4 separate regions of the Mus musculus genome follow, and regions 1, 2 and 3 are each linked to region 4. Evidence: chromatin contacts called from public promoter capture Hi-C data. All regions are on one chromosome and are shown on one strand. The core of a region is the stretch at or near the end of the contact, and the rest is flanking DNA. Distances in the headings are between cores, read along the strand shown. Region 1 holds the start of Ccr1 (chemokine (C-C motif) receptor 1). Region 2 has its middle 18 kb from the start of Gm51701. Region 3 overlaps Gm39469 (zinc finger protein 431-like). Region 4 holds the start of Ccr2 (chemokine (C-C motif) receptor 2).

Region 1 (5,214 bases), core at 2,286-4,785, 130 kb before region 4:
GCAGTTGTGGATAAGAATAAAAAGTTCATAGCTATGGAAGGTTATTATTTTTTCTGTTTTTCAAGAGTCTACAAGATTGTACTTTAAGTTGTAATGAAACAATGCATGCTAGTTAATGTAAAAATCATGGTGCTCCAAGATCACTATTCCTGATCAAGAAAATTCCTAGTAGGACAACTATAGCTATAGGTTGAGACACAAGGTACCACGTTGGTTGTTTGGTTTAGGCTGATCCCTATCACATGGCCTTTATATGGAACAGATAGATTTACAGTTAACTCAACTGCCCTAGTAAGCACCATGAGACAGCTAGGAGGAGGACATGACCTGGAGACAGAAATGGAAAATGGGCTCAGGGAGTAAGAGACGCCTGTATCCAACAGGAGACAGCACACAGGAGCTAGATAAAAACTGAGACTCTGCTGAAATGGGCTCTAAGTTACTGTTTATTATTATTATTATTATTATTATTGTTATTATTATTATTATATTATCATCTTAAATCAGGATTGCCTTGAGATAAACAAAAGGTCAATAGATAGCTTGCCATTGTAGGACTACTTTCACACCATGTATGTTTGTACATGAATTATTTCCAGTTAACTTTTTGAAGAATCCCTCAAGAGGGGAAATATGAGCTTTGTTGTAACATAATAGCAGTGTGACCTTAGATAATCAATCTGCTTTTTTAGTCTAAGTTCCCCATCTGGAACAGGGGAGATTAATGAATGCTTACCTTGAAAAGATGCTATGAAGCAATGTGAAAAATAACCCTCTACCCACAGACAGTGACTATCAGAGACCCGGCTGTCACACAGTGGTCCTGTTCTAACACCTGCCATTAGCAGAAGTTCTGACCACAATGTCTGTATTCCTTCTTTCCTTACTGGGTTTCTTCATAGGTAACATAGAAAGTGATTTTTCTTGATTGTCAATGACAGTTCTTCCATGTGAATCATGCTATAAAATCTCTAGAAAGCTTGTCTCACAGAAATGGAAAGTCAAGTAGTGGTTACAGACAGAGTCTTGAATAGAGTTTGGAAGAAGGGTGGAGAGAGTTTGGAAGGAGAGAGGACAATAAACAGGACAGGGCTGAAACTGGACAGCATGACTCTTCTCATGCTCTATAGCACAGCAAGGTGACTATGGTTGATAAGATATATTTGAATATTTCCAAACAGCTAAGGCAGATTTCTGAGGTACCCAGGGTTGACTTCCCATTACTCTGCCCTTGTACTGAAATGTCCCCTGCATATCTTTAAATATGCAGAAGTGGCACATGTGAAATAAAACCTAATTGTAAAATAAAGGAAAATGTTCAGTATGTTGCTATTGATCAGAGTTGTAGTATTTGACTCAAATACCTTTCAGCTAATTATGCTGCACCTGCACCATCAATCTGTGATCACCCTGGGCTTCTGTGCTATCCCTTCTGGGCTCTTTAGTAAATGTTTCCTGATTACAAAGACTGTTCTGGAGCAGTGGTCTTTGAACATTAAGGCACATTGGAAAAGGAGGAAATATTCTGCTGAAGTGTCAAGAGGGGTCCCTTCATTTCCTATCAGCTCTGTTCCTGTGTTTACTCCTCCATGTCTTCCCTGTCAGCTCTCACTGGGGAAACTTGGGTGGCAGTCAGGAATGATTGAGGCAGAGATTTCTACTTCCTGCTGTTCATGCTAGTGCTGAAGAAGGCAGACATTCAGCTTGGCACCCAGGATTCCTAGATAGCTGACAGCTCTAGTACAGAGTCAACTGAAGTTGGGGAGCAATATCATGTGGGGCAAGGTGATCCTCAGGAGCCCAGTTCCTGTGGAACTCTAGCCAAAGTGAAGTCAGGCTGAGTTCAGCACTGTCAGGTGCTGTGTTCCACAGCCACCTGCCTACTGAGAAACCTCAGCGCTATCTGTTCTCTCTAAACTTTCAGGTTGTAGCAGTTGCGGGGCACACCGCTGCTAAGGAGACATGACCTGGGCTGTGATTGGAGGAGAAAGCAAAGGCCCATTTTGCCATTGACCTTCCCAGGCCTGTGAATAGTTTCTTGTAGAAGTCTGCCCCAGGTGCCTTGCACAGTGCTCATGTAGATCCCCATAGCCTGGACTCTACTAGTGTCCTGTAGCCTGCTCATTTGTGAAGTGTCTGGGAAGAGATGATAAGAAGTATCCAGGCCCAAGGGGAAGCCAGATGATTATTGTGGCTCAAAGAGTCAGTTGTGTGCATCTGTTCACTCTGCACACATGTCAACTTGCAAGTTTCTACCATAGATATCAACAAATAGTACCAACCATGGTTTTCGTTTTTAGGGAGAGGCCAGTATTGTTCACTTTCTAGCATTTTACTACTTAGGCCTTCCTCACTGAATAACCCAGTCCTGTCTCTCATGCATCCTAATGCAAGGCCATTGCTACATAATTCCTTCAGTATCCTAGAGCTTCTTGCTATTTGTTGTACAGAGGCAAACTGTCTATGAAAATCTAAGGGTTTCTTGTTCTTTGAAAATTTATAGTTGTCCCTTCTCTCTCCAACTCATGAAATTAAAGCAAAATAGGTATTTGTTAGTGTCAGTCCTACACATCTCTTTTCATCATAAAACCAACATACACCATGTTAGAATACAACAATTGCAGTCTAAAATTCCATCTACTTGCTACTTCTTGAGGGTGAATTTTCTCCTTCTCCAAGACAGTAGTCCCATTTTTGTAATTTTAGTTTTACTCTTAAGAAATTGGTTCAGAATTTTGTCACTCTTGCATTTGCAATGATTTTTCTTACTAACATATAGTCTCTTGTTACCATTTCTTTATATGTTGCATTTTGTTGCTATTTGGCGAAGTTTCATAAAGACAACTATAAAAATAACTTTCCACGAAGGCATTTCTTGTCTCTTTATGCTGGTTTACTCTCTTAATTAATCATCGATAACAAATTCCTCAATATCACTGAGCATCCAGCCTTAATAATACGTCCAGCATTGTCATCATTTCCCAAGTATTAACTGCTTTACAGATGCAACAATGGGCTACATAGGCTCCATCTGGTTCTCAAAGCATTATCCAATGTTGAAGATCCCAGAACTGCACTCATAACTTAAGATTGCCTTTCACAGTACCTGGCGGCATAGAAATGACAAACATCACTTACTGTGTTTCCAGAGTATTTTGTCCACACAGACTTTGTTTCTGGGCCTTTGAGGATCTTTATGAATTCAAGGTTCAAGGTCCCAACCTAGTAGGAAGTTCTTGGCTTCCTGTATGATGATGGAGATTAGACTCTGGTTTTATAGTCTTTCAGAATGACAAGAATGGTGTAAAGTTCTTCTTTTTTATGGTTGGCTGCCTATGAAGCACTACAGTGCTCACCAGTGGCCAATTCCTGGGGTCCAAGTTCACTAAAGTGTTCTGTCTTTCCTCTCTGCTCCAGTTCCAGTAAAGTTCCAGTCTTCTCAGAGGTAGCTCTGCCCTACAAGAATTGTGTAGGGAGGGGTTGGATGGAGTTGAGTTGAACTCTGTGTGTGACAATGAGCTGTTCCTAGGACTCATGGAGCAATTGATGTGTGTGGGCGTGTAAATGTAGGGCTAGTCATAGAGTTCTTGTGGTCAGTGAGGAGCCTCCCCCTTCTAAAGATTGCAAATGGAAAGGTCTAAACCAGAACTCATATCCTGTTCCTCAAAATCATCTGGCTAATGAATGAGGACCTCCAGAGGCATCCCCTCTCTTTGGAGATCTATATCTAAGTTATTTCTATTTGTACTCTAACTGCTCCACATACCTTTCTTCTGCTCCCAAATCCTTTCCCCACCAACCCTCAAGGAATGTTTTTCTCTCATGATATCTGGCACGAGAGAGCACAATACAGGCTGTTTTCCCTTGTTTTTCTGATATGAATGGTGTGTATGCTTTTAATAATCAGCATTAAACAGGCAGAGGCAGGAGGATTTCTGTGAGCTCCAGGACAGCCTGGTCTTCCTAGTGAGTTCCAGGACAGTCAGGACTACATAGTAACCCTTGTCTCAAAAACAAGAAGAAGAACAACAACAACAAAAAACAAATAAAGAAATCATACAAAAAAACCCCATCGACTATTTTCAGGGTAATATGGCTGTAGATTCCCCTTTCCTTCTTGATACTTTTGGTTTATGTATGCACTGGCCAGACATGGTCACATGAGTGCAGAGCCCAACACCTTTCTACACCTCTTTGAGTCTTGGGTCTAATACTGTCCACTTTGGCTAATGGCAGGTGCATGAGGTAGAAGAGAATATGAAGAATATCAGAGGGTCTGGCTCAATAAAAAAGAAGCCAGAAATACATATTGGGAAAAAGACAGCATCTTCAACAAATGATTCTAGTCAAACTGAATGACTGCATGTAGAAAACTGCAAATAGATCCATACTTATCACCCTGTATAAAACTCAACTTCAAATATTTCTAAGACCTCAACATCAGGCCAGATACACTGTGATAGAAATGTGGGAAATAGGTTGAACTCACTGGCACAGGAAAAAACTTTCTGAACAGAAGGTGATAGCACAGGTACTAAGAACAACATGCTGCTGAGTATGTGAGTAAGGGGAACTCTCATCCATTGCTGGTGGAAGGGCAAAAACTTGTACAACCACAGTGAAAATCAGTGTGGTGGTTTCTCAGGAAGCTGGGAATCAGTCTATCTCAAGATTCAACTATTCCACTCTCGGGCATATATCTAAAGAACTCTTCATCATATTATAGAGACACTTGCTCAACCATGTTCATTACTGCTCTATTCATAATAGTCAGAAATAGAAACAACTTAGATGTTCATCAACAAATAAATGGATAAGGAAATGTGATAAATTTACACAATAGAATATTGTACAAATCAGCCATTAAAAATGAAAATTTCAGACAGAAGGAGCTAGAAAAAAATCAGCCTGAGTGAGGTAACACAGGCACACAAAGACAAATATAGTAGGTATTCAGGTAGATGAGAATTTAGCTGTTAAATCATTGATAATCAGGCTATAATCCATATAACCAAAGAGGTTTGTATAGAGTAAGGGAGTATGGGAAAGGGATGGATTACTCTAGGAAGGGGAAATATAATGGACAGGTATGGATGGATGAGGGCTGGGCTGGAATAGGAGGATCAAATGTGGAGGGGGGAGGGAAGAGGGAATTGAGGAGTGATATGGGGATGGACATCAACAGCTAAGGGTTATTTGGGAGGCCATATGGAA
Region 2 (5,288 bases), core at 246-2,745, 160 kb before region 4:
TATGACTTCTCTACTGTTATAAAGAGTTATTGGTTATTGTCAACGTGTGTGTGCTAAATTTTCTATTTTTAATGTGTGCTCTCTTTGAATGATATGATGTGATGTGATGTGTTGTGTGTAGGTCAAAGAATAACTGGCAAGAGTCTTTCACCATAGAATTTGAACTTAGGTCATCAGACTTGATGGCTGGGAGGAAACCCTGCTACTAAGGTTGAAGTCTGATGTTACTGGAAAGCCCCGAGCTTGGTGCAAAATGACACTCCCTTTGTCATCAGGGCTTCCTCTTCTCTACCTGGGAGATTCCAGACCCCACATTGACTACCTGAGGAATGTCATGTAATCCTTCACCTGAGACTTCTGGAATGACTCTCCATGTTAACTGAGTCATCTCAGTAGCCTTAGCCTTCAGCCAATGAAATTTGCCCACTTTGGACATTCTCATCCCCTTTCCCTAAAACTATATAACCTTTGGTTCACCCTGAATAAAGTGTAAGTGTATAAGCCCACCCTGAATGAAGGTATATGCACAAGCTAAAATTGTCTCAGAGAGCTGTTTCATTGAAGATCCTCAGAGAAGCCCCCCTACCCTCCACTGATTCCCAGCTGGACTAAGATCCTGCCAATTCCAGACTCCACTTCATCCTTCCAGCCTTGTGTGCAGCAGCATCTGGATACCCTGAGAGGAAGAAAGCAGAGGAAGTGAAGCACAAAGTAAGGTCAAAGTTTATCATGACTGGATGGCTTATCTGAGCTTGGTGAAAAATGGAGAACTTCCTTTACCAGTAGGGCTTCCCCTTCCCTGACTTTGTCTGGGTATCCCCACAGCCTCTACCTTGGGAAGATGAAGTAGTCCCTGGCAGACTTACAAACTCCCCAGCTCCCATAAAAACTTGCCAAGCACATACCTGGGTTTCCTGGAATGCCTCTCCATACAAATGAGGCATTCACAGAACTTTAAACTCTAGCCAGTGATTTTCATTTACCCTAAAAAACTGCCTTCCCACTCTCCAAAGTCCATATATACCCCCTGGTTCACCTCAAATAAGGTGCATGTGTACAAATCTGCCCCGCGTAAAGGTATGCACACAAGCTAAGAGTTGTTTAATTGAAGATTGTCAGAGAAGGCCTTTGTCTAAAAGGCCTGTAACTTTTAAGATCCTAGAACAGCCTCACCCTGTGTCCCACCCCGTCACTCCCAACCAGACTGGGATCCTGTAGAACTCCATCCTTCATTGAAGATCCTCAGAGAAGCTCCCTACCCCCGACTGATGCCCAGCTGGACTAAGATCCTGCCAATTCCAGACTCCACTTCATCCTTCCAGCCTAGTTTGCAGCAGAATATGAACACCCTGAGAGGGAGGAAGTGGAGGATACAAAACCACAGCTGGACCCTGAAACACATACCACTGATGGCAAAGTGCCACACTCTTCAGAATCTGTTCCCTCAGTTTCCTGTCTACATTTTCCATCCTACTTGCTATCTACAGTGTCTGGGGAAAGCAGTTGATGATGCTAGTAATAGTCTAGTTCTGCTTTTGACTGCACTCTGCAAAGCAAGGCATGACGCCTTTTTGGTTCTTGGTTTGGGCTTCTGAAAGAGTGTTGACTTCTTATCCCTCCTCTCCCTTCTCCCCTTCTTTCTCTTTCTTTCATTAAATGTTTTCTTTTGTTGGAGACAAGAGCTCAAGTACAAGTCGCTCAGCTGAGCTTGAGCTAACTATGTAGTTGGGATGATCTGCCTGCCTTTACCTCTGGAGTCCTTTATGACTGACCCTGCCTCCTTAGTATGGCGATTACAGGCCTGTAATACCAAATTTAGTATTTTTTAAAAAAGAATTATATTGTCTTCCATGGTGTTTTTAAATCTTCATTTTTTCAAAGTTTGTTTTATATTAAAGTTTATTTCATGGTAAAATATAAATTGTTAGTTAGTGACAGTCTCTGCTGCTTCTGTGCGTGTGTGTGTGTGGTTTTTTTTTTTTTTTTTGAATCTTGCTCTCCGCTTTGTGTTATTCTTCAAGCATCTGCTGCCAACCTGCCTCTTGCTCTTGGTTGGAGGTTCTGGAACTGTCTATCTTTAGGCATGTTTCCTTGGCTCAGGTCACTCTTGCCTCATAGTCACTTGTGATTTGAAATGAGAAAGGGGATGTTGTTGCCATCCTCTGTGGTTTGCAGAAGCTTACTGAAAATGTTTGCAGTTTTTCTGTTACTGGAAGTAAGTGTTTTACTATAGCCTAGGTATCAAGAAGAGTCTCCAGTAAGGGGATTCTGAGCCCATGAGAAAAGATCCCAAAGCTTGGCTAGTGTGGGTCTCACATATGGCAAAGCATTTCTCATGCTCGAGTGCTTGAGACTACCTGTCCAGAGATGTTGCCAAAGCATACTTGGAACATTCTAGAACCACCTACCTCCTGCCTTTCTGAGCAAGATGGTCCTTAGGACAGCAGTCCTCCATCTTATCTTCTGAAGATCAGTGCCTTGCCTGATCCCAGGTGATTCCTTCTGGTATCTGAATGGTGGTAATTTTCCACAGACCCAGGACACAGACTCATACCTTAATCACTGCTTTTATCTCATTATCATGTGCTAGGGTAAATTTAAAACAGTAAAATTTCCAGTGTACAAATGGAAAGAAAGGCATCTTCCCTTTTCCTTTCTTGGAACATTCCCCTGGGAAGTCAGGAATTCTTCTGTTAGCCCACTGACTTGTCCTTAAATATTCGTAAAAGCTAAGAGGCTTTTTTTGCCATCTGGTATGCTTTCAGGGTTTGGGAGTCATTATCTTTGAAAGGTAAACCCATAAGGAGGTAGGTCCGAATCACCCTGTGACCATGGGAATTTAGCCTAGGTCTCTTGTTCCCGGCTGTCAAAGATGGAAATGATGCTGTGCTGGCTCTGAGCACAGAGGCAAGCATCATGCCTCTGTATTCTTGGAATCTAACAGCCACCTTGTCGACAAGGTCAAATAAGCCTGCAAGATGGTAACTAAGATGTCTATTGCCCCACCAATAGTCAGCCTCACTTAACCTGAGACTAGATGGTGCTTCATGAGTGGGTTCAGCGAAAGACCACAGAACTGCTTGCCCAGTTAAGCTTGGCTCACATGATGAACTTTATAACTGTTAATGATAATAATTAATTGAGCTTTAAACCATTAGCTTTAAGTTGGCTTATTAGGCAATGATTTGAAGCTATGTCTTGTTAAAGAGCACCCTTCCTGTCTTGAGATCATAGAGGGTCATCTATATCCTCACACTTTCACCATTTTGCCTTCATGTTTAAATATATAGTCAATCTGAAATTAATGTGTATTACAAATTCAGACCTAGTAGATATCTGTTAATATTTCCGGTAGTGTTAGATGTGTGAAACATTGTATAATTACCATTAAAATTATTTTTATATAATTAATATAGGAAAGTTGGAGAAATGCAATAAAATAAAATAGAATTTCATCCATTATAAGTCAGCAGGAACCAGTTATAGTGTGAGGTATTTCTGGTCTTTTAGTAAAACAGAAATGAAGCTGTCTGTTTTCCATTTTTATCACTTGGCATTGTATTGTATGAGTTTCTCCACACTTTTTAAACTCTCCAAAAATTTTGATGAATATCCTAGTTCAATATATGAGTATATCATAGCTCATATGTATTGTTGTTAGGCAGTGTTTCTGTCTCCAATGTTCAATATGAATGTTGACAGAACATTTAATATTATTATACAGGTTATATCTCTGACTAGTTCTTTAGAATTATTTCTAGAAGAGATGCTCTTGGTCAAAGGTGTGAGTAAGTTTAAGATATAGAATAAATAGACAGTGTTATTTAGACAATATGCTGAGTTCCTTCCCACTTCTCCCAAGAGCAAGGAGCTATACCACCATCTTTTTTTTTCCTTGATAATATTTATTTATTTGCTTATTGACTGATTGAGAAAGGGTCTTTTGTGCCTTAGCTTGACCTTATATATTTCTGTGTAGAGTTGAGAACACCCCTAAACTTTTGATCATTTTTTCCACCCCCTGAATGCTGAGATAATAAACTTATGCTACTGTACACCAGTTTGTGTTGGTTTTTCATGTTAGGCAAGTGCACTATCAATTGAGCTACTTGTTCCACACCCCTAACTTAGACACTTTTACTGAAATAAGTGAATAATCCAATTTTAGCTGATTTCACTGGATCAGCACAAGATTGCATGCAGATGAGAGTACAGCTAAGAGTAAGAAGAAAGTTCTGGCCAGGTGCACACCTTTAATCCCAGAACATAGGAGTCAGAGGCAGGCAGATCTTAGAGTTAAACCTGGTCTACAGAGTGAGTTCCAGGACAGCCAAGGATACATAGATAAACATTGTCTCAAAAACAAAACAGAAAGAAGGAGAACAAGGAGGAGGAGGAAGAGGAGGGTGAGGAGGAAGAGGAAGAGGAGAAGGAGAAGGAGGAGGAGGGTGAGGAGGAGGAGGAGAAGAAGAAGGAGAAGGAGGAGGAGAAGAAGAAGAAGAAGAAGAAGAAGAAGAAGAGGAAGAGGAAGAGGAGGAGGAGGAGGAGTCCACAACTTTTTATTAACATAGAATCATCCATCTTTTTTATTAAGTATATTTTGACAAAAAATTATCAAGTTAAAAAGGCCATTCTTGCCCTTGGCAAAACAGTGCTACACAAAACAAACTCAGAGTTAGGCAGAGAAGTTGAGAACATCGGAGCTCTGACTGTGGTGATACTCAGAGTAAAAGAATATTCTGGAGCATTTGCCTTTGCTTGGGGGAGACCAGAGATGCCCACATGTCTCTCAGCCCAACTCTCAGTGTTTGACATTAATTACTCTGGGAGCTGGGAACACAAAAAGACCAACCTAGGGAAAATGGCAAATCAGAGAACCCAGGGCTCTTACAGAGCACTCTTGAGAACACAAGTGGGATGATCCTGTGGCCTGGGGTTTCAGAGACACTCCCAACCCTGTCCAGGGTATGTTTAGTAAGAAGGCCTGGCCAGGCATAGAGAAACTGTGTTCTAGTTGACTGTAGAACAGTCCACTTGCAAAATATATGGTTTGGAGCAACATGAAGGAATCTGAGAAAGAATTTGTAAGCAAGAACCCTGGTAGGAAAGGCCAAATCGTGAAAGGGTTTGCATGGAGTTCATATCCATTACATGAACCCAGGTGTTGCCACTTTTCTGGTCTTATTTTCCACACATCCTCACAGCCAATCCCTCCTCTATCCACACTGGTCTCCTTGCTGTTCTTCAAGTGTCTTTCCACCTTAGGACCTTTGTACTAGTCCTTCTCC
Region 3 (5,706 bases), core at 1,771-4,270, 170 kb after region 4:
CAGAAAAGAATTTTCACATTCCAGTACTCATAGGGATTTTCTACAGTGTGAGTTTATGGATACATTCCCAAGGAAGTTGGAAAACCAACTAATTATAAACTTGTATCACACGGAGAAAGTCTGCTCAAATGGGGACTACTACATATATTTTAATTGTTCTTGGAGAGAGAGAAAGAGAAGTACATTTCTTCTTTCAATATCCCTATGTTCACATGGCTCGTGTCCATTGCAACATTAAAAGAAGATATACCTATTAAAAGACGAATAACAAATGAAAGATTTCCACATTGCATTCACACAGTTTGACTTTTTGTTCATCATAGACATGTGGTATAGTAATTAAGGTTTTTCTCTCAAAATATTCTTGACTCTCATAAACTGCCCCTCTCACTTAAACTTAGCAATGTTACTTCTTATAATCAGCTTTACTATGAAATATTTGCTTATAAAGAACATATCCTTATCACCTATTCAATATATTTATATAGATGTAGATATGTATTTTGCAGTATGTGAGTGGTATGAGACTAAATAAATTGGCAGTTTTACAAAGTAGCTGTAACATGGCTATGATGCAAATGGTAATAATATCTGTTAAGGCATTGTTTCGTTGTCTTCTTTCTTAGAGGGATGCCTTGCAAACACAAATCAGACACCTGACATTGAGGTACATGGATTTGTGAGAATTTAATAAGCCATACACTTAAAGAAGTGTTTTTTTTTTTATATTGTTGCTTTTCTTTAAAAATTTAAGGACACATTAACATTCCTTCAGAGGCATATCCATACCAACTTGCACATGAAAATTACCTTCCATGTCTTCTGGAACTTTGACAATGTTCTTCAATATTATGATCTTCCCAGTTGTAGCCTAAAATATATTTTAAGAAAATATATGATATATTATTGGAAATTAGGCAAAATTTAAGTTACTATCTTTACTGTACCTGATTTATTCACTTAATTCTTTCTCATTCTCAACTGAAATTGCAGAAAAGCATTAGTAACAGTTTTTCCATTATTTTAAAAAGTGAAGGAAAATCCACTATCTTACCTATAGCAGTGAGGTTCTTGTAGGTCTCCAGCATCACCTCTTTGTAGAGACTCTTCTGTGAAGGATCCAGCAAAGCCCATTCTTCTTGAGTGAAATTCACATGCACATCATCATAGGTTACTGCATCCTAAAATATCCCATACATGTGTATAACAGAAACCATAATAACAACATGACTGTAAACATAAGCTTCATTGACAATATATATGTATAATTTTGGTGCTTCTCCGACTTAATTCTTGACCTAGAAGTCATCTTAGAAAGAAACTGAATAATAAGATTCATCTCTGTCATTTCTTTGCTCTTTGAATAGGATATAAACTTACAACAGAAATGCTAACATTGGGGTGTGTGTGTGTGTGTGTGTGTGTGTGTGGGTGTGTGAGAGAGAGAGAGAGAGAGAGAGAGAGAGAGAGGGAGGGAGGGGGGGGGAGAGAAGCAAACAGTACTACACACATCAGAGAAATTGTATGAAAATTACTACATACAAAAAAAAAAAAATGATGGGCAAGATGAGCATATTGGCTCCCAGCATTCAGGAAGCAGTGGCAGGTATATCTCATTGAGTTGGATGCCAGCCTGGTCTATCCAGAACAGCCAGAGGTATATATTAAGACCCTGTCTCTCCTGTAAAAATCAATCAAACAAACAAGAAAGAGAGAAAGAACTCAGAGGTTTTTACTGGAGTTCCTACAAAGAATGATACATTCACTCCAGTTCTATATTCATCTCTCAGAATACTGAAGTGCCCAAATTTAAACTATTAATCGTAATGAGATCTTACTAAAAGGGGATGCATCTTTAAACAGACACAAACAGACAGATGAAAATATTGGCAATGTAAATGTTGGTCCTAAACAAGCAACATAGGACAGGATAGATGGCTCAGCAGTGAAGAGCTCTTGATGGTATTGCAAATAATTGAGCTCAATTGCCAGTACTTACAAGGGGGATTCACAACTATCCATTACTCCAAGGGCAGGAATTCTGAAGCTATCTTCTGACTACTATGGGGACCAGGCATTACATTAAGTGGATATTCGTGCACACAGACAAAATACCCATATTCATTAAAAAGTCAAAACAAACACAACAAAAAGGAAGAGTGTTATCACCTAAAATCCAATGTCTCAGAAACCTCAGACAGTAAACCTCAGGCAGTATTAATGTCATGAATATATGCCATCCTGAGAAATAGAATATTCTCTCTGCCAAATTTCAAAGTTCACAACATGGATGAAAATAAATACAGCAGCGTATGGTTTGCACTTACAAAAACCTACATTACAAGTCCATCAGCAAATAATATAAAAACAAACAAACAAGCCAGGCATGCTGGTCAACATTTAATTCCAGCACTCTGGAGCTAGAGTCAGGAGGACCTTTAAGTTTGAGGCCCACATACTCTATACACCTATTTTCAGGATAGTCAGGGTGAGAAAAAAAAAAAAAAACTTTGTCTTCAAAAACAAAAACAGAAACATAACCAACAAAATTAAAAATTTAAAAACACCAGGTTTAGCACTGAATAATTATTTCAACTGTGTTTTATGTGATTTACAGGTAGAGTCTATAATGGTAAAGGCAAGACAATATGAGAAGGAACTGAGTGATCAGGTTCCACCATAACACAGTAGACACACACACACACACACACACACACACACACACACACACGAAATGGGTTGAGTCTATAGACACTTAAATCTCAACCCCAATAAGGAATCTAGAAAGGTTCCTCCTACAAAAGCTTCTATTGAGAGAACTGAGTCAGCCAGAGCCAGGCTGACTCCATGACAGGCTGCACACTGGCAGTTTGGGAGACTAGGCCTAAGTTTCTGTTTCCCAGAACTGGAAAAGTCCAAAATAGTCAATTCCAGGAAAACCACCCCTCACAGGCAGCCAATCAGAAGCTGCCAAGAGTTGCACCTGCCACCAGGCCTGAGCCAAGACTGAGCCAAGAATAGTTAATGAATAATGGTTCTGGAAAGTTCCCAAAATTCCCCCAGAACACTGACCAATCCCAAAGCCACCCATACCCCTGGAAATTGAGCCAACCAATCAGGATAAAGGTCAACTACTCCTCCCTGGTATTCCCCTAATTGGCTTTAAATTGAGCTTGCAAAATTTACATGTCTGTCTCCATCCTATTGAATAGTAGACCCCTGCATGCTAGAATTCTGCAGAATAAAATGATCTTTGTTTTTGCATGCTACTTGAGTCTGAGGTCTTCCTTCAATGATTCTTGTACCCTAACATTATAAGACCCCCAAAGAAAGCCAAAAAGAAGAGATAAGTGTTCAAAAATATCACCCTGTCTGGGAGCTTTTCTGATTCAATCAACTACATTCTGACCCTGGCCACTATAGGCTCATGGTCATCCATGATGAAAATGCATTCAGTTTAGCTTCAATGATCCTAATAGTCTGCAGCAGCCCATACACTCTTTGAATGTCCAAAGTCTCTTCTGACACTTAAGACAATCTCTTGATTGTCCCATCTTATAAAATCAGAAATCAAGCTATATCTTTCCAACATATAACAGAACAGAATATCCCTTCCCATTCCAATATAGAGGAATGTGTACATAATGAGGAAAGACTGGACTAAAGCCAGAAACACAGTAGGGCAAACAACAAATCCTGCAGACCTGCCTCAGACACATCGGGCCTCAGTTTTAAAAGGCTTAGATTGTCTCATCCCTGCAACCTCTCATGCACCTCTTGGATAGTTTTTTTCCATTCCCTGTATACACCTCTCCGTGGCAGGTGTCTCATAGCTTAGGTATCTCAACATCTTGTGGTCTCAAAATGCAACTCAGGTTTCATCCTCACAGGTTTCTGCAATGTACTCTCACAGTAACTTTCCTCACTCAGGCTCTAAGTCTGTCAAACATAGATGGCTGGAACAGTGCAGAACTGAAATCACAGAGGAAGAATCCATGACCTTAAATTTTGCATCTTTTTTTTCTTTTTTCTTTTCAATATCACTTTACTGGTAGTGTCTGGTTTAACATGAGGCACTTGACATGAAAGGGAACCCATGCCTAACACTGCCTGGATTTCTAGGACCCTTACAGAGACATAAATGGCAATCATGGAGCCAGCATGGATCTGTGCCAGGTGCTCTGCTAATATGTTATAGCTGTTAGCTTGGTGTTTTTGTGGGACTCCTAACAGTGGGAGAAGGTGTAACCCTGATTCTTTTGCTTGATCATGAGACACTTTTCCTCCTATCACGTTGCCTTGTTCAACCTCAATGTGAAGACTTTCACCTTGTCTTTTTCTATCTTGTGTTGTTATGTTTGACTGTTCTCTTTTGGATATCTGCTCCTTTCTGAAGAGGAAATGGGGATGGGGGGTTGGATCTTAGGGAGAAGAGGATAGGAAATGGTGGGGGTAGCTAGGAGAGTGTAGGTAGGGGAAACAGTGGTCAGGATATATTGTATGAGAGAAGAATCTATCTTCAATTAAAAACTTGATTCAAGCCGGGCATGGTGGCGCACGCCTTTAATCCCAGCACTCAGGAGGCAGAGGCAGGTGGATTTCTGAGTAGGAGGACAGCCTGGTCTACAGAGTGAGTTCCAGGACAGCCAGGGCTATATAGAGAAACCCTGTCTCAAAAAAACAAAAACCAAACCAAACCAAACCAAGCCAAACCAAACCAAAACAAAAACCCTTAATTCAACATTGCTTAAATGAAAATGCAAAGAAGAAGGGAAGCAATAATGAACAAAGAAAAGGGAAATAGTGAAGACAGGGACAGTATGACAGTGACAGATACAGTACTCATTCTGTTTTTGTAGACGGTGATCATTACACAGGAGGGTGAAAACATCATCTTGGAGGCTTACTTCCTCATTCTGATAACCTAGACCTAGTCCTGAAAGTTTCTAGCCTGGGTACAATCTTATCTAGGTCTAGAATGACTTACTTAACTGCTGAATAAACTCACCGTTTCTTTTTATTTCTGAACTCTAGCTGGCTGGTCAACTCAGCTGTTCTGGCTCAAAATCTCTTCATGCTAGCTGATTCAAACTAGTTTCTTTCACTTCTGACTGAATTGTTGTACTCAGCCTCAAAAGAACTCTAGCAGTCTATTCTTATTTTCTGGCTCCTCATTCTCTGGCTTGTCCTCTCTTCACCTCTGTCTAGCTTGTTCTCTCTTTAACCGGTCTCCATAAAACTCTTTTGGTAAAACTGCCTTCTCCTCTCACCCTCTGTGATGCTTTCTCTTATTCCTCTGTCTTTTCTTGAGAGTTGGATTTTTCATATTCTGTCAGATCTTTCTCTGACTCATCATTTTGTCAATAAGACGTCACTTTCAAACACGAGTGCTTACCTCTAAAACTAACTTTACCTTCATCGTTTGGTAGCAAAGTTGTGTACTAAGGGCTGAGCCACACCACAATTAGAAACAGCTTTTTTTTTTTTTTTAAGTATATTAGACAGTCTGGGGGTTCACAATGTGATCAAATAACCTGCAATACAAGCTCATTACAAGCTCACCTTGGGTCCAGTATATATTTGTGAAATCAGAAGTTTTGCTCTCAGCAATGTGAAATATATACCATTCAGGAAACAAAAGCTTATGTTAGCTTTCACTAGTTTGGAATGTGGAATTACAGAGATTTTTGCTCATTTCCTTCCAAA
Region 4 (5,548 bases), core at 1,212-3,711:
AAAGTTTGTTTGAATGAAAGAAAGAGAAACATCTAATCTGCTACCTTTATATTAAACTTAATTGAAACTTAATTACTACTTGAATGATCTTTTTTTCTGATGTGTGTATATGTTCAGTGGGTGCATGTATGCATATGTGGGTGTTTACACCTTGTGTGTGTGCACATGGAGGTAAGAGGAAGATATCAGATGTCCTACCTTGTCTACATTATCCTCTTGAGACAGGGTCTTTTACTGAACCTGGAGCTAGGCTGACAACCAGCAAGCCCTAGCAATCTTTCAGTCACCATACCTCACTCTGCCAGGGTTGTATGACCATCACTAGCTTGTGGGCTGAATATTTGAATACAGATCATTACACTTGCTCAGAAAATGCTTTTTATCTGCTGAGCATTATCCCCAACCCCTCATTTCTATTTTTGATTATGTAGTCTTGTCTATTCTTCGTTCATCTGGGCACTTTTCATGATCTTAGAAAAAAAATTCTTTACAAGAAACTGGAGTTGCTAGCCTTTCTTGTTTTGACTTTCTATGCCTGTTGTCTTGCTTTATTATTTGGAACAAAAGCTTTGAAAATTATGTATATTTTGTTATGGAGACAAAAACAAAGAAATTACAATAGAAAGACTGTTTTATCTATGTGTATCATATTAGTCCAGATCATGTGTGACTAAACTAATAAGGTGTAAAATCCTAGAACTCACTAGTTTATTTTAGTAGGTCACAGGAAGCACATCAACCATAAAAACCACAGTGAACCCAAAGCATCTCTGATGAAAAGAGGCAAGAACATTTGTGTTCTTAAAGTACCAACCGAAAAAAACCATCACAGAAGAGTAAGGAAGTGCCTTAGCATCAAAGTGCCTTCAAAGTATTGATAAGCCTTTCTTGTTTTGCTATCACTTCTCTGGACATGTTATGTCCACATTTTCATTTGGTTGTGTCTTGCCATACATGAGTTGCAGAGGATACCAACTTAACTTTGAATTTGAATGGTTTAACCTCCAACAGGATTCAAGTGAATCCTTTTAAGTCACTTGAGAGAACTTAACCTTCAGTTAACCTTCAGAATGATAACATGATTTTAAACATCTTGTATCCAGTGTCAGTCATCTTACAGCATTTGGGGGAGCACAAATGATTTTCATTTCATTGGTTTTCAGAAGACTTGAGACAATCGCTATTCTACTCCAGGCAATCTGAAGCGCCACAGCTATGCCTTTGATGTGATACTGCTTAGCTAGCATGTGTTTTGAACATAATGTTGTGAGGAGGTATCCTTTGTGGGTCATGCCAAGGTGTGTCCTGAAGAGATTATGCCATGAAACAGATCTTGTATAAAAAAAGGTTTACTGGAGGAGGGGAGAGAAGAGGAGAGGAAACTTAAAGAACCAGACAAGTGGATGTGTAGACAGGCAGACAGAGAAGAGAGAGAGTCATCGGGCAGAGAGAGGAGGTAGAGATGGGCAGAAAGGGGACACACGAAGAACACAGAGAGAGGAAACTCCAAGAACAGAAAAAGAGCTAGTGAGGTGGTTGGGTCCTTTCATCCACTGCACACCTGACAGCATCTAGATCCCTGAGAGCAGTCCACTGGAATTGCCTGTATAGTAACAGCAGGTATACCAGAGCTGTTAGGTGGTGATGTATTTTCTTTAAAGGATTCCCAAAGGCCACATCACACTAATCTTCCAGCCTAAAAATCCTGAAAAACGTGAACTCATTGCTGGCAGATAGATAAGAAGTTTTCAAACTCACACAAAGGGATCATTTCTGTTTTCCTTATGCAGATAAAGATTTTAAGGTGTAAATTCTCAAAATTTTGACCATTTGTATAGTGTGAGATGAAGGTGGTAAGAACATCTCGTGGTTTCCTAAGATCCACTCTCAGGTCCCAGTGTAAATCTTTCCTTCATTAGAAAGCTTTATTTAAGCGAGATTTGTAACCAGATTCCAATTCACAACACTTTGAAAGCAACACACAAGACTCAGTGAAACCTCTCTGCGCATTTTATTCATTATGACCTAAGGCCTCATTAGCATTTATTCTCTGGGTGTGATAGGTTCTATTGCACTTGGGTTATGCCAACTAACACAGAGAAGAGAACAGAGAGTGGAAAAGCTATGAAAGACTTATAAGACGAAGCCATGAGCTGAAATATACTGAAGCAGGGGTATAGGGCGTGGCTAACTCACACTCAGAATTGCATAAGCAAGATTTCAAAATTAATCCTGTAAAGACCTCAGCCCAACATATAACACTCCTGGCTGGAAAAGAAGAACTGTAGATCTTTGGGGTTTGTTTTTTTTTTTTTTTTTTGCTTTGTTTTGTTTTTCTTCAAATCTTTACCATCACTTGCTCTTTTATCTCCGCCTTCTCTTTCTGCAGGAAACTTTATTTCCTACTTCTGCATACCAGTTTGCACCTCCAGATCTGTTACTGAGAAGCCTGAGATAGCAGTGCCATCATAAAGGAGCCATACCTGGTGAGTTGTGATTTTTCCATGTCTTTATGCATCTCCAAGCTTGAGATGCAGGGCACTAGGGAGACAGCCTGAGGTATTGTACAGCCTGTGCACCTGAGGCAAAGATCAAGATTTGGGGAGAGAAGAGAATGTAATGTGCACCAAGAAACATTAGAAAGACCCTAGTGGCAGTGCGGAAATGAGGGTGTTGCTGGGTGGGACCATTCTTTTGGGATCAGGTGATAAAAGGGGACAATGAAGGAAGGAAAATCACTGTGCCTCATCATCTTCTAGACACTCACAGGATTACTCTGTCTCTCTTAGCATGCAGAGGGTTTACATTTCTAGAACCTTATACTGTGAAATCTTTTACCTGTAGTTCATCTATGCCTTCTAAATTGGCTCTTGTCTTTCCTCATGAGAACCACACAGACTGAAGATATCTATCTCTCTCTCTCTCTCTCTCTCCCTCTCTCTCTCTCTCTCTCTCTCTCTCTCTCTCTCTCTCTCTCTCCCATTATCTCTTTTGCTTTCTTTTGGGAGGCAGCTTCCCTACAGTCCTGGGTGATAGCTATGTCTTAATGCCCAAAGTGATGCTCAGGCCAGTACTTTCCAGACTGCTTGGTAGTAGGAACTAAGTGCTGACTATGTGCCATAGGGTTATATGAATTAGCATTTACCTAGAATTTTCCATAACAGCTGGAACTTTAGAACAGACCAGAACTTAGCACTGTGTAATCTTTAGGTACATGCACTTTCTTCCTTATTCTCATCAAAGATCTCATTTAGTTTTGGCAGTCTAGTGATAAGACTCAGTGATGTGACATGCAAGCTTCATTTGGCTATCACTTAAGGGATGCAAGAAGTACTGTGATATATAGGTGGATGAAAACAAATTTATAGCTGATATCAGGAAAAAGTAGTCTTAACAATCAAATCTAATGATGTTACATTTTATATCTTATAATTATTATAGACTTTTGTGCACTCTTTCAGTGAACCTTTACTGTTTACTCTTTTAGCCAGGTGAAATTATAAGAGTCAGAGATTAACAACATTGCCACTCCTTAACCTCAGCGGGGTGCATGGTATGTAGAAGATACCATGATAAGTGGTTACTTACATTTCACAAGAGCAGAGTGGTTTGTCAGAGGGTGCAGATTGGGCTTCACAAGAGAAGGGAAGTTTTAAGTAGGAGGTAGAATAAATAGGAACCATTTTAGGTCAAGAGACAAGAACAGAGTAAATCACTAAGGCATAAAGGAAGTGGTGAGTTTGGAGGAAATGGAGAGAAGACAGTTGTGGGTGTGCACAGGACTGGGAATGTGAGAGCAGGTCAACCACTGTGAAGTCCCACCACATCCAAGTCATGTGGCTATTGGGGGTTTCAGGATGAGGAGTACATATGCACTGTTAACTGTTGGGGCAGACAGAATGAGAGGGATGAGCTATGAGTGAAGGAGAGATCAATATGAAGTGGATAGCAGATGAGACAAGAAACTAGCAGCCCATAGAAGGCAACAAGGATGAATTTGAAAAGAATGTAGGGGTAGAATTCCTATGGCACAATTCTAACATAGAACATTCATCTGTAGCACATGATGAGCCTTCACCTCAGATGGACCTCACAGCAACTTAGGGAGTTTCTATACAGGAAAGCAGATGCTTGACTTTAAGTTACCCAGCTTTCATGTTAGAGGCAGGAGTTTTTTATTTTTGAAATCTCATTGATTATTTTATTTATTTTATATGTGTGTGTCTGCACCAGTAAATGCCATGCAAGTTCAGCTGCCTGCAAAGACCAGAAGAGGGCATTGGATTCACCACATGTGCTAAGAATTGAACTTGAATCATCTGCAAAAACAGTAGGTACTCTTAACTGCTGAATCATCTGTCTAGTTATCTAATTTGGAGGCAGGTTTTGAAACTAATCTTGTTGGTTCTGACAAACAGCCTTTAATTTTCTGAAGAGGAATTATTTGGAATAATACTAGAGTTTTCTTATAAAAATGTACTGGATGATAATAACTAAGATGAAGTTCTCATAATTTGGTCAGCAAGATGGTTCCTGTGTTAAAGTACTTGCCGTGAAAACCTAGTCACCTGAGTTCAAATCCCTGTAGCTTATATAGGAGGGAAAGAGCAAATTATCTTCTGACCTCCAAACACTTACAGCAGTGTATGTGTGTACCCCTCATGTATAAGTCATAGCAGATGCTAGTTAAATATTGACCATGTAGACAAATTCATGATGAGATACCATGAAATGTGAAAAATTAAACTCTGGTGTTTCAGAGAAGGTGGGACTTGAACATAGAGCCTTGGAAAACATAAGCATATAGGAGAGTAAAAATCCTGAGATCAGCTGATATAATTCAGATAAAAATCTGAATTAGAAGAATTTTGAAGCAAGAATAAAAAGAAAAAAAGGCAAAAGTTGGCAAAAGCCAAATACAGTGCCTTGAGGTTTTATGAAGTTTGCAGGGATATGTCACAGAAATATTAATAAGCAGCCACGTAGGTGTCTTTCTAGAAGCTAAAAGCAATATTTTTAAGATTTATCTGTTTTTTTATTTTGTGTAAGTATCTGTGCCTTAAGTCACATATAGTTTATGTGACTTAAGTGTGTGCAGGTGCCAATGGAGTTCAAAAAGTGATAGATCCACTAAAACTGGAATTACAGGTGGTTATGAGCTCCCTGCTGTGGGTATAGGAAATCAACTTGGGTTCTATGCAAGAAAAGTAAGTGCCTTTGACCCCTGAGCCATCTCTAATCCCTTCAAAAGAGTTTTAAATGGGGGAAATTCATGCTCAATGAAAAGAATTTGGAATGACATTAAGGTATTTGAACATTAAATTAACATTGCAACCTTATCAAAAGTGTGAGTGAGAGCAAGGGGAAGATGAAAGTTGAGAGGGTTATTAGAATGCTTTTGGGTACAATGAATAGATGATGAAATTTATAATGGTTTATTTTCTTTCTGAAATAAGAAGTCAGAAAGTGAGCCCTCTGTATGGCTTGTGTACAATGTCTAGGTCTTTTGTTTATAATCCCAAGCATAAAGCCTATGCTACACAAGTTG

What was found. Promoter capture Hi-C pulls out the DNA fragments that hold promoters and counts their contacts.
Region 1: a promoter capture Hi-C map of the HPC-7 cell line shows a contact between it and region 4. The contact joins the promoter of Ccr1 here to the promoter of Ccr2 in region 4. A contact is called at or near these places in 22 of 39 promoter capture datasets (the 3T3-L1 cell line, the C10 cell line, the HPC-7 cell line and 15 more), 1 of 15 datasets of contacts at CTCF or cohesin (CD8 T cells), 3 of 484 Hi-C or Micro-C datasets (bone marrow-derived macrophages, embryonic stem cells and nephron progenitors), 6 of 115 datasets of contacts at active chromatin or transcription factors (the 230-238 cell line, CD8 T cells, the HPC-7 cell line and 3 more) and 4 of 9 other capture datasets (adipose tissue, embryonic stem cells, liver and 1 more).
Region 2: a promoter capture Hi-C map of the HPC-7 cell line shows a contact between it and region 4. The contact joins the enhancer-like site here to the promoter of Ccr2 in region 4. A contact is called at or near these places in 20 of 39 promoter capture datasets (the 3T3-L1 cell line, 3T3-L1-derived adipocytes, the C10 cell line and 13 more), 1 of 15 datasets of contacts at CTCF or cohesin (CD8 T cells), 7 of 484 Hi-C or Micro-C datasets (CD8 central memory T cells, arterial endothelial cells, bone marrow-derived macrophages and 4 more), 5 of 115 datasets of contacts at active chromatin or transcription factors (CD8 T cells, the HPC-7 cell line, embryonic stem cells and 2 more) and 3 of 9 other capture datasets (adipose tissue, liver and pancreatic islet).
Region 3: a promoter capture Hi-C map of liver shows a contact between it and region 4, with 2.4 times the contacts expected there. The contact joins the enhancer-like site here to the promoter of Ccr2 in region 4. A contact is called at or near these places in 11 of 39 promoter capture datasets (3T3-L1-derived adipocytes, the C10 cell line, the HPC-7 cell line and 8 more), 1 of 484 Hi-C or Micro-C datasets (transition II germ cells), 5 of 115 datasets of contacts at active chromatin or transcription factors (the HPC-7 cell line, bone marrow-derived macrophages, embryonic stem cells and 1 more) and 2 of 9 other capture datasets (adipose tissue and liver).

What each region holds. Positions count from the first base shown.
Region 1 is chr9:123,965,157-123,970,370 of GRCm38.p6, forward strand. It overlaps Ccr1 (chemokine (C-C motif) receptor 1), which reads right to left and starts at 3,536. Exons shown (of 2, transcript NM_009912.4): 1 at 3,139-3,536.
Region 2 is chr9:123,940,081-123,945,368 of GRCm38.p6, forward strand. No RefSeq gene overlaps it. Among named protein-coding and RNA genes, the nearest start is that of Gm51701, 18 kb to the left of the region's middle. Within about 2 kb of position 1,496, at least 117 of the 459 cell types and tissues checked have an H3K27ac peak or open chromatin away from gene starts, as enhancers often do. A contact at or near this core is called in CD8 T cells, CD8 central memory T cells, the HPC-7 cell line and 6 more, where this site is marked.
Region 3 is chr9:124,270,316-124,276,021 of GRCm38.p6, forward strand. It overlaps Gm39469 (zinc finger protein 431-like), which reads right to left. Exons shown (of 5, transcript XM_011249869.2): 2 at 1,055-1,181; 3 at 811-871. Among named protein-coding and RNA genes, the nearest start is that of Gm39469, 10 kb to the right of the region's middle. Within about 2 kb of position 3,021, at least 17 of the 459 cell types and tissues checked have an H3K27ac peak or open chromatin away from gene starts, as enhancers often do. A contact at or near this core is called in liver, where this site is marked.
Region 4 is chr9:124,099,722-124,105,269 of GRCm38.p6, forward strand. It overlaps Ccr2 (chemokine (C-C motif) receptor 2), which reads left to right and starts at 2,462. Exons shown (of 3, transcript NM_009915.2): 1 at 2,462-2,486; 2 at 4,234-4,330.